Linked DNA regions of Mus musculus: region 1 is linked to region 2. Evidence: chromatin contacts called from public Micro-C data. All regions are on one chromosome and are shown on one strand. The core of a region is the stretch at or near the end of the contact, and the rest is flanking DNA. Distances in the headings are between cores, read along the strand shown. Region 1 holds the start of Gna13 (guanine nucleotide binding protein, alpha 13). Region 2 holds the start of Abca5 (ATP-binding cassette, sub-family A (ABC1), member 5).

Region 1 (5,636 bases), core at 1,938-4,437, 970 kb after region 2:
GCTAGGGTGGCTCAGCAGGTAAACACTTGCCACCAAGCCTGAGGACCTGAGTTTAACACCCAGAACCGATATGCTAGTGGGGAACCCACTCCCACAAGTGTCCTCTGATGTCTGCACATGTGCTGGCATGTGCACGTACCCACACGCACACAGAAGTAAAAACGCAAATCATAAAAATATATACACAAAAACACATTTTGGAGAAGCGGATGTCTTACCAGCTGGAATTCCCGGCGCCGATCGTAGGCATTCTGTATACCACTGTCCTCCCATAAGGCTCTGATAGCAGGAAGATACTGCAGGAACACTCGAGTCTCCACCATCCCCTGGGCAGCCATGGGGGCGCGGGTATCAAATGCCATCAACTTGTCTCCATGGAGCTGGTTTTTGTTATCTCCCCAGGGAATATGAAGCTTCTCTCGGGCATCTACCAGCACCCTCATACCTTTGTTTAAAAAGAGAAAAACCGTGTGAGGAAGAGTCATGAAGATACCATCAGAGGCTTTGGCCCCAGGGTTACTCAGTATTGGTTCCTTAATTTTTAGCTATTACAGAAGCCCCACTTCCAAAATGGGAGACCAGAATCAAAACAAAACCTTTATCTTCTCAGAGGTTTGAGAAACAAGTGTTCACTGTCTCAAAACCAGAAGCCTTGAAAAGTTAATATTAATAACAAAAACCACTTTGGGGAGGATTCTAATATGCTACGATTCATAAAAATCCTTTCTGGTGTAGACGGCAGTCAAAACCGGAGACAGAAAAAATAAATAGTGCTGCCTAGGCTGGTGCCAGGCTAAAGACGGCCCGGCCCGAGCTAAGGACAGCTGACTGTGCTGTGTGCAGTCCGGGTCCTCCAGGTTCCTACCAACACTGTCTTCTAGGACGCACTTAACCTCAAGGCTTCCTCAGACCAAGTTTCTCTTTTAATCAGTGCAGTCACACACTGGCTTTAGTCACCTAAAAGGAAAACCAACTGCACAAAGACCCAAGACCGCCCATGAGGCTTCCACTTACACAGGTCAGCTCAAACTCCTGTCTCTAAAACTGTTACTTCTGTCATCATCGGGAAGTCATTTCTTTGGATACAAGAAAAAATTGTTATGCTTTCACTTTTCTGACCATGCCAACAAAAGAAAATAAGATGCCTCCCTAGACTTCAACCTGATCACACAATCATGTTCAAAGGGACTCTTAGGCCCAGTGTGTGTAGAAAAGCAGGTGATTTGCCTCGCTCACAAGTGACTACTTGAGTCTGTTCATTCTTTAAGTTCATCTGTATCAGGATACAAAGGTACCTTCAATTAAGGGCTGGCAAGGTACAGTTTACAGTCTTCCAGGAGACTTTAATTAGTTCTGTGCTGAGCATTAAGGCAGACTGAACACAGCCATCCTTTTCAGCTTTACTGCAAAGGTACAAGGGTAAGGGCAAGACATGGACTGTGAGCTCCTGGCCTCGCCCTCTCCCCTCTCTGCCTGGCAAAGCATCTTCTCTAGTCTTTCCCTACTTGAAACACTGAAGGGGGTGGGGGGAACGGACCCATGAGGGAGTTTGCTTATGTTCTTCTTGAACAACAAAAAATATGCTTAAAAAAAAGTCACACAACTCCTTGAAAAGACCTACAAAATTAAAGTTTGCTTCCAAGCCCTAGATTTAATAGGGTGACTCCTTAACCACTCAGAAATCTGTTTTCTGATGTGCTGCTGTGCCTCAACTCTGCCAACTTCTCTTAGGTAGAAAATACCTGACACTAAAGAAAAAAAAATTAAAAAAAACAAGATGATTCTTTTAAATGATAAAAATAAAAGCCACCTCTGCAACTTATTTGAACACTAAGGAATAAAAATATTGGGTGGTTTTCACTTAAGGAACAGTATTTAAAATACTGTTCAACAGGATTTGTGAAGCCCACCATGCAGTCCAGCACATGTATTTAAACATAAATTCATGAAAGCATTAGAAATGATATGAAATGATACTGTTTTTTTCTCCTGTCTCGAGTTATTAAGAAAAAAAAAAGTGTGCAACATGTTGAACTGTGATTACAAACATCCTGTAGCAATGAGCCGATAAAACCACTCGCGCTAATTTTTTTTAATAGACTTTCCTGATGCCAGTTCAGTAAACGTGAGTTTCATACTCTTGCCCCAAAAGGCTCTAGAGGCTGTCACTCTATGCCCTTGACAAGAGTCTCAGGGTAAAAAAAAAAAAAAAAAAAAAAAAAAAGTTTCCTCATTACAACCGTTCCAGAACTTGCTTAAGTCAAGAGGTGGCCTAGGAAGCCCAAAGCTGGAAGGGTAACATACCCGGTTACTAGGGTCACCCACCAGGGACGGGCAGAAAGGAAAGAAGGATAGGAAGGGATAGGGAGTGTAGGACCTGGGGCTACTGATGGGTGGTCTTGCCCGGAGTGCAGGGAGGACACAAGTTGCCCCGCTGCCCCGAGTCACCCTACTCGCCGCACTTCCCTCTTGGAGGGGGCGAGGCCAGCCGCGGAGTGCTGGGCCGACCGTGACCCTCACCGGGGTAGCACGGGGGGGACAGCGGGGCGTCCCGGATCGAAGGGACCAGGGCAACAGGGCGCACAGAACGGTGCCCAAGGCGCGCCCACCCGCTCGCCCGTCCGATCTGATCCCGTTCGGTCTCCTCCGACTGGGGACCCGGCGGATGAGGGCGGTGCCCGGCCCGGCTCCCCAGGGGTCCCCGAGCCCCGCCGCGCCCCGCACCTTTGATCACGTTGCTGTAGATGGTGGGGCGGAACTCCTCGCGCGCGCGCTGGTCGAAGTCCTGGCCGTGGATGATCCGCATCTGCTTCAGGAAGGTGGACTTGCCGCTCTCGCCCGCGCCCAGCAGCAGGATCTTCACCAGCCGCTTCACGTAGGTCTTCTCCCGCGACAGGCATTTGTCGATCTCCTTGGACTTGCGCTGCTGCTCGGCCTCGCCGTTCGTCAGCACGCAGCCCGGGAAGCACACGGACAGCACGGAGCGCGACGGCAGGAAGTCCGCCATCTTGCCGCCGCCGCCGCCTCGGCGGGCCCCTGCGGCTCCTCCACCTCCTCCTCCGGCAGCGGGCGGCTCCGGCAAGGCGGCTGGAGGGCGGGGAGCGCAGCGGCGGCCCGAGCGCGCCCGGGGAGGGAGGGAACCCGAGGACTGACTCGCCAGGGCGGGCCGCGCCGGCCGGGGGAGGGTGGGAGGGAGGGAGGGAGGGAGGGAGGGCGGGCCCGGGGAGGGGCGGCGGCCCTCTGGGCGTGCGCGTGCCCGCTGCCTTTCGGGTACGCGCACGCAGGCACGCCGAGCGGAGGAGGGAGCGGCAGCGGCGGGAGTCACGCGCTCCTGTGCAGCCGGGAGCGCGCTCGGAGAGCGGCGGAGCCCGGGTCACGTGGGCCAGGCTGGGCGCGCGCGCCTGCGGATCCAGAGTTTCTGTTTCCCTTTAGTGCCACCGCTTCCCGGAGCCCCGAGGCGAGTAAGCAAAGCCCATCCTGACCCCTTTCCGCTGGGGCATCTTTCTCACTACAGATCCCACTGCCCTTTCCCATAGTTACTCGCCCGCCGCTTGCTGTCACCTTCACGCGACCTATTTTGAGACCATTGGCTGGGACATCCCCGCACCCGACCAGTGCAAGCCTTCCTTCGTTACAGTTTGCCTTGTTTTGTTTTGTTTTGTTTTAACTCTTGAGACAAGATCCCTGCGGCCCAAGTTGGCTTAAATTTGTGACAATCGTCTTGCTTCAGCCTCCCTGTCCGTTTCTGGTATTACCGGCAGGCAAGAGCTTTCCTTCAAGATCGTGCGTTTAATTAGCAGCGACCCTTCCCCGCCCCCTTGTCATCCTAACCATCCCGAATCTGGAAGGATAAGTAGATGTCAGATGTCGTTATTGATCAACACCTCACCCTAGCAGCTCAGGGCACTATTGATAACCTGCCCTGGTTTGAGGGGAAGTTGGAGTTGATGTTCTCGTGAGATGTGCCAGGAAGGTCGCTGGCGGCTGGCTCACTCATTAGATTCCCATCCGAGCTGCACTTGTGACTTGGGTAATGCCTTCTGAGGTCAGTGAATGGTGGAGAGGGTGAGGTCATGTTGAAAATCCCCCTAAACCGGACACTCTGATGCACGTTCTTCCCAAGGAAGCAGATAAGCGCTCAGCCTAGGACTGCAGCAGGCACATTTTGGGTTTCCTGCCGGATTACAGAGGATATGACAGACAAGAAACTTTTTTTTTTCTGTCATACCAGCAGATCAGGCCAGAACACCTGAAAAAGAGACTCCTGGGGAACACGTGACTAGTGACAGCTGAATGACTGTAGCAAGGACCTCAGAAGCCAACTTCTTCATTCTTGTCAGTTTCAAAGTTGATGCCTGTCTGGTTTTGCTCCTGGGACCTGACTCGTGTGCAACTTGGGAACTTCCTGTGTGTTAGGGAGTTGGGGTAAAGAGGTCAACACCGTGACATGCACAAGTTTAAAATTTTAAAAACCAGCACTATAAGTCAGTCCATCAGTTACTGTCCATTTGGGCCAATGACTGGGTAGCTCACGACTCACTCACTACACTGGCTGCAGTAAACAATACATGTAGTAGAATTGTCTCCTGTTACATCCACTGAGACCGCGAGCGGACCTGAGCCCACAGAGTAGGCTGTGTGCAAAGTAGGCTGAGCTCGCATCCAGCATCTGTGGATTGCTAAAGTCAGGACTGATTTGTGACCAAAGTCTGTCATAGATGGTTGATCTCTGTATATACCTTGATCACTGTTAGGGATACCCTGTTCTAGGGCCGTGAAAAGGCCAGCTTCTACCCAGGACAGGTAGACACCAAGGCCCTGAATTACCTCCATGTTCTAGTCCGAATTCATTAGCAGAAACAGAGGAGGGAAATGCGTACGTTAGATTAAGCATCTTCGTTTTCCTGAGGTGTACACAACAGAGTGGAAAAGCAAGGATGCCTAGGAGGCAGGAAGGGATTCCTGCCTGGCCAGTTCTTGTCGGGACATGTAACACAGCAGGGAGGCTGTTCAAAGTCCTGAGTGGAACCTCGCCTTGGAACAAATTTGGCTCGGGTTGAGCCTGGCTGCCCTAATCAGGGTTTCTGAAAAGAAACGTTTAAAGCCCGGGCTGGGGTTTGGCTGCTTTGTGTAACTGGTGATCAAGACACTTTGTAAATCATAAGCATAAAAGTGAGTCCGTTTAGTGGTTCTTCAAAAGCTAAACATAGAACTACCACGTGACCAGGCAGGTCCACTCCGAGGTGTGTACCCTCAGAAAACCCAGCACGCTGCTCAGGCAAAAACGTGGACACCCATGGTCCTGGCAGCGCTGTTAAGAACAACAACAAAATAAATGAATACCACTTAAGACGACCCAAATGCCCATTGGCAAATGAATGGCTAAACAAAATGTGATTCATCCAAGCAACAGATCGTGCAGTCATAAAAAAGAGTAAAAGTGCCGAAAGAAGGGGCTGAGGAGGTGGCTCCGTGATTTATGTGCCTGCTGTTCAAGCAGGAGGGCTGTAGCCCGGATCTCCCGGAGCCCACAAAAATGCCAGGTGGGCTGGGTGGCTTGGAAGACAGAGACAGGATTCCCAGAGCTGGCTGACTAGCTAGATTACCTCAAGCAGCCAGTTCTGGGTCCAAGTGAG
Region 2 (5,339 bases), core at 2,538-5,037:
ATTTGCATTTCCCTGATGATTAAGGATGTTGAACATTTTTTCAGGTGTTTCTCTGCCATTCGGTATTCCTCAGGTGAGAATTCTTTGTTCAGTTCTGAGCCCCATTTTTTAATGGGGTTATTTGATTTTCTGAAGTCCACCTTCTTGAGTTCTTTATATATGTTGGATATTAGTCCCCTATCTGATTTAGGATAGGTAAAGATCCTTTCCCAATCTGTTGGTGGTCTTTTTGTCTTATTGACGGTGTCTTTTGCCTTGCAGAAACTTTGGAGTTTCATTAGGTCCCATTTGTCAATTCTCGATCTTACAGCACAAGCCATTGCTGTTCTGTTCAGGAATTTTTCCCCTGTGCCCATATCTTCAAGGCGTTTCCCCACTTTCTCCTCTATAAGTTTCAGTGTCTCTGGTTTTATGTGAAGTTCCTTGATCCACTTAGATTTGACCTTAGTACAAGGAGATAAGTATGGATCGATTCGCATTCTTCTACACGATAACAACCAGTTGTGCCAGCACCAATTGTTGAAAATGCTGTCTTTCTTCCACTGGATGGTTTTAGCTCCCTTGTCGAAGATCAAGTGACCATAGGTGTGTGGGTTCATTTCTGGGTCTTCAATTCTATTCCATTGGTCTACTTGTCTGTCTCTATACCAGTACCATGCAGTTTTTATCACAATTGCTCTGTAGTAAAGCTTTAGGTCTGGCATGGTGATTCCGCCAGAAGTTCTTTTATCCTTGAGAAGACTTTTTGCTATCCTAGGTTTTTTGTTATTCCAGACAAATTTGCAAATTGCTCCTTCCAATTCGTTGAAGAATTGAGTTGGAATTTTGATGGGGATTGCATTGAATCTGTAGATTGCTTTTGGCAAGATAGCCATTTTTACAATGTTGATCCTGCCAATCCACGAGCATGGGAGATCTTTCCATCTTCTGAGATCTTCCTTAATTTTTGGCTCTTTTTCTACATTGATAGCCTAGTCTGATTTTTTTTTTTAGTCATGCATTATGCTAAATCAAGATTATCTATTTGAAAAAAAAATCAAATTACAGCTATTCTAGAAGCCACTTTGACTTTCAGAAATGGCAAATAACAATAATGTTTAGTAAGATTTTAAAATGGTACATATTGTTCCAAACATACTGTTAATAATGTGAAATACTAGCCGGGCAGTGGTGGCACATGCTTTTAATCCCAGCACTTGGGAGGCAGAGGCAGGTGGATTTCTGAGTTCGAGGACAGCCTGGTCTACAGAGTGAGTTCCAGGACAGCCAGGGCTACACAGAGAAACCCTGTCTCGAAAAACCAAAAAAATAAAATAAAATAATAATGTGAACTACTATACTATACTACTATACTACACTACACTACACTATACTATACTATACTATACTATACGTATCAGACACAAAGCTGTTACAGTAATGACTTAGTTATTGTTCTCTTGCTGTGAGGAGACACCTTGGAAAAGGTAACTTGGAAAAGGAAGCATGTAATTGGCGTCTTGCTTGCAGTTTTGGAAGGTTAGCCCTTGAGCATCCTGGTGGATCTATGGCAGCAGGCAGCCAGGCATGGCACTGGAGCAGTCGCTGAGAGCTCTCATCTGATCTTCCAGTTACAGGCAGGGAGAGAGAGAGAGAGAGAGAGAGAGAGAGAGAGAGAGAGAGAGAGAGAGAGAGAGAGAACACTGAGCCTATTGTGGGCTTTTGAAACCTCAAAGCCTGTCCCACTGACAAATGTCCTTCAAGAAGGCCCACCTCCCAATCCTTCCCCAAACGGTTCCTCCAGTTGTGAACCAAACATTCAAATATACAATCCCACGGAGGCCATTTTTCATTTGCTGCCCCACCCCAAATGATTTAGTCATCTTAATTTTAGCAAAATGGTCTAGAAAAATCCATTTAAACAAGTCTTTGATGTCTGGCAAGCAAAAGCACGGCCACACGTAGCCATTGTTCATCAGGTTGTAAGTTAATACTCTATGTGGCAAGATTTGGCCTCTTACTCCATGTTAAATATTGGTGAGAACTGTGGCCCACTGTTAATTTCCCATAGCCACCGAGCTTCTTAAGTCTCAAGCTGCAACTCCTATGATCTAGGAACTCCCACATGGTTCATTTGTCTATAAGGTCTATTAATGAGGTGTGGGGATTTCAGTTGCCACCATGACAACCAAGATGTGCTTATTGCTTGTTTCTATTTCCTAGATACAGAAGGGTGGAAGGAAGCATCATTCTCTCTGGCCGCTGTTTTACTATTAAAACCTGGTAGTTGTGGACATTTAGGCAGACATCGTGTGACCAGCCTGATTACAAGATATAAATAGTCTGATAAATAGTTTGCGTAGAGGCAGTAAAATATGTCACAACCTACACATTAATTTGTAGTAATTTTTTTATTTAAAATATTTTTCTCTGTGTTCTATGTTATTCTTACAAGCCTATAATCTTGTTGTCCATTTTATAAGTCGTATGTGTGTGTGTGTGTTGCTGGGGTTTAAAGCCAGGACCTTGTACAATCTAGGCAAGCAGACTATCACTGAACTACAAGTCCACTCCTATAATAGAATTTTAATATTTTCTGTTTCTATGGGTGCAATTTTGTTAAGTGAGTAGGTATTTTTTGTGAAGATAAAAATATTTACATACCTTTCTTGTAGGTGTTTTCTCTCATCAGTAGTATTATTAGCAGTATTTACCATAGTTTATGATTCGCAAGACCTGAAAATTTAAATTGGTATAAGAAAAAGTTCTTAACTTCAGGCTACATATGATGTAGCTGAAGAGATTAGCATGTAAGACAGTGAAAGGGATACTATGGTGCCAAGTGGGGTGTTTGAGAGGAAAGATATCATTGTGTCAGGCTCTATGATAGTGTACACACACATGCAGGCAAAACGTCCACATCTATAATAAAGCAGAACACATTCTATAGACTTAGTTTTCAATTTGAGAACTACACACACATACACAAAATATGTATGAATGTTCACATTCACAGAGCTGAAGATGTTTTCGAAAGTAACTGTAACACATAGCACTGGGGACTGCACACACCAGACACATTCAGTATCAAGCCAGCAAAAATTCCAGCATGAATAGTGTGTGTGTGTGTGTGTGTGTGTGTGTGTTATGAATTGGCAGTTTGTGGCTTCTGGATAAGAAAGGATCAGTCTTCCTCAGGGATGTGTAATTTTGGTATTGTGAACTTTACTTTGCAATACCTTTGGCCCTTGTTTCGATCACTTTGGGTAACGACATTCCAAACATCAGTTTGCATTTTAAGTAAAAATTAAGCGTGGTATATAGTCTTTGCCAGAAGTCAACACTTGCAGATTTTCGGAGGATGTTTGAAGGAACCGGTAGGATGTTCAAGGTGGTAGTCTGAGGTTGGAGAGGAGAAGGCAGTCTTTACAGAAACGAGGAGGGAGGACGCTGCAGCAAGAGGGAGGAGTGTCAGACTTTTATCAACTCTTTAAATACAAGGGAACAGAGGCAGATGGGAGGGTGGAGAACCAAGGCCGTCCTTCTTGAGGCGACAGAAGTCTCCTCAAACCCATCGAGCCTCGGTGGAGGGTGCGGCGAGCTCCCCAGGAGGTTCTGAGCACCTGAGCTAGAGTCGGCAGGTCCAACCAAGTACTCTGCGACTCGTTCGCCGCGCTCACCTCCGCCGGAGCCCCGCCCCCAGTAGCCCCGCCCCCAAGCGCGCTCCCGTCTCGAGCTCCAGGAGCACGCGCATTACGCACGCCCCGCCCTCAGGTGCATTCAGGGGCGGGCAGGGGGCGTGTCTCCGGCGGCGCGCGCGGCTCTCTCGGCGTAGCGGGGCGGCGGGCACGCGCGCGCTCGGCCTCGCGGACCGCGTCTCCGCGCAGAATTTCCGAGCTCCGTCACTTACCGCGGTCGCGGTCGCCGCAGGTAAGCTCGCGGCTTGGGCCTGACAGCGCTGCGGCTGCGACGCCGGGGTGAGGAGACGCCGAGGCCCGCGGCGCTCGAGGTCGCTCGCCATTCGTGTCTGCGGAGAGAGGTGACGCGGCGGCGGGGACGGGGCATGGACCGTGGAGATGGCCGAGCAGCTAGGGAATGAGGAGAGGGGAGGGTGTGGCGGGCCGCGGGGAGCCGGAGGATGCTGGCGGGTGGCGGGCGCTGACAGGGATCCCTGGGCTAGCGACATCCTCAGAACTTCTAGAGAGGCAGAAGGAAAAGAAAGGACAAACCGAAATTAAATAAAAGCCCAAACCAAACCGAAGTCAGTTTTCCCCCTGAGGGCTCAGGAGCATCGCCCTACTTGGGGCGCAGATCGGGTAGCGGATCATGTGTGACCAGAGGACTCGGGGTGAGAGGAAAAGCCGCAGAGCTCGTGACACGGTTTTGGGGTTGAAAATAATCTGAATTCCCCAAACATAGCTAACGAAGATTCCCAGGCGCGGAAAGGTTTCAGGGAGGAGGAGAAAGCGAGGTCCATGGGGGACAGCGGCCTCTGGGGCAGTCGGAGTTGAGGATTTTCGCCCCAGCTCTCTAAAAGCTTCGCTTTACGTTTTCAAAGAATCAAGTCTGAGGACAAAAATTAAGGACATTCTGGAGCCCCAGATGAGGTTAGATCCTGGCTCAGAGCCAGGGTCAGTATTACTTCATCTTGACAGCTGCTCTGAGGTTGGAGATGGTACTCTGTGTGGGAAATATGGGTCTTAAAGAGGTTAAATAACTTTATTAAGGTCCCAGCTGGGGAAAAAAATGAGGTACTGAGATTCTCCCTCTGAGATTCCAGACTCTCTAATCCTGGTGCTTTCCTCACTCTATTTTATGTTTGCCCAGAGAGCATTTTTATGTCTCGTCAGAGAAGACTCAATAGATAAGAACATTATGAGAACACTTTGTGTGTGTTTATCCTGAAAGCAGATTTAAGAGACAGTGATCTTTGAATGTGGGTCATTTAGGCAGATGTGTCCTTGATAATGCAAAACTTCAAATTCTATTAAACATAGGGAACTCTTAAATTTTGCATAAATTTATTAATATGTTCGTTACATGCCAGGTAATCATTTTGTTCCTAAAGTTCCTAGATGAATATAGTATGTAATGTCTGCCATTGAGTTTAATTGAAAGAGTAATTATATAAAAGCAACTCATACTAATATAAATTGTAGTCCTCATTAGTGTGTAGATTACACTGGAAATAGTTTTAAGTGCAAACTTAAAACTTTTATACAGTGCAAACTTTATACTTTTATAAACATTATATATAAAGAAAACTATTAGCTGACTTGCCATATGGGTACTGTTACATCGTTTTCCTCCAGCAAGGCGTTCTGTCATAAAACTTAGGTCAAACTTTACTGGCATTAGTA

Evidence for each region. Hi-C and Micro-C count contacts between places; a contact is called where the count stands out from the background.
Region 1: a contact with region 2 is called in a Micro-C map of embryonic stem cells, with 10 times the contacts expected there. The contact joins the promoter of Gna13 here to the promoter of Abca5 in region 2. A contact is called at or near these places in 9 of 39 promoter capture datasets (the 3T3-L1 cell line, cranial neural crest, embryonic stem cells and 5 more), 6 of 484 Hi-C or Micro-C datasets (CD4 T cells, embryonic stem cells and olfactory sensory neurons), 14 of 115 datasets of contacts at active chromatin or transcription factors (the NIH/3T3 cell line, astrocytes, bone marrow-derived dendritic cells and 9 more) and 3 of 9 other capture datasets (adipose tissue, embryonic stem cells and liver).

What each region holds. Positions count from the first base shown.
Region 1 is chr11:109,360,345-109,365,980 of GRCm38.p6, reverse strand. Gna13 (guanine nucleotide binding protein, alpha 13) reads right to left here and starts at 3,187. Exons shown (of 4, transcript NM_010303.3): 1 at 2,725-3,187; 2 at 219-445. The coding sequence starts at 3,007. It overlaps Gm11696 (predicted gene 11696), which reads left to right and starts at 2,327. Exons shown (of 2, transcript NR_038097.1): 1 at 2,327-2,875.
Region 2 is chr11:110,336,164-110,341,502 of GRCm38.p6, reverse strand. Abca5 (ATP-binding cassette, sub-family A (ABC1), member 5) reads left to right here and starts at 3,787. Exons shown (of 39, transcript NM_147219.2): 1 at 3,787-4,018. Gm39445 (a long non-coding RNA gene) reads right to left here and starts at 3,665. Exons shown (of 3, transcript XR_880289.1): 1 at 3,219-3,665; 2 at 2,644-2,715; 3 at 1,498-1,598.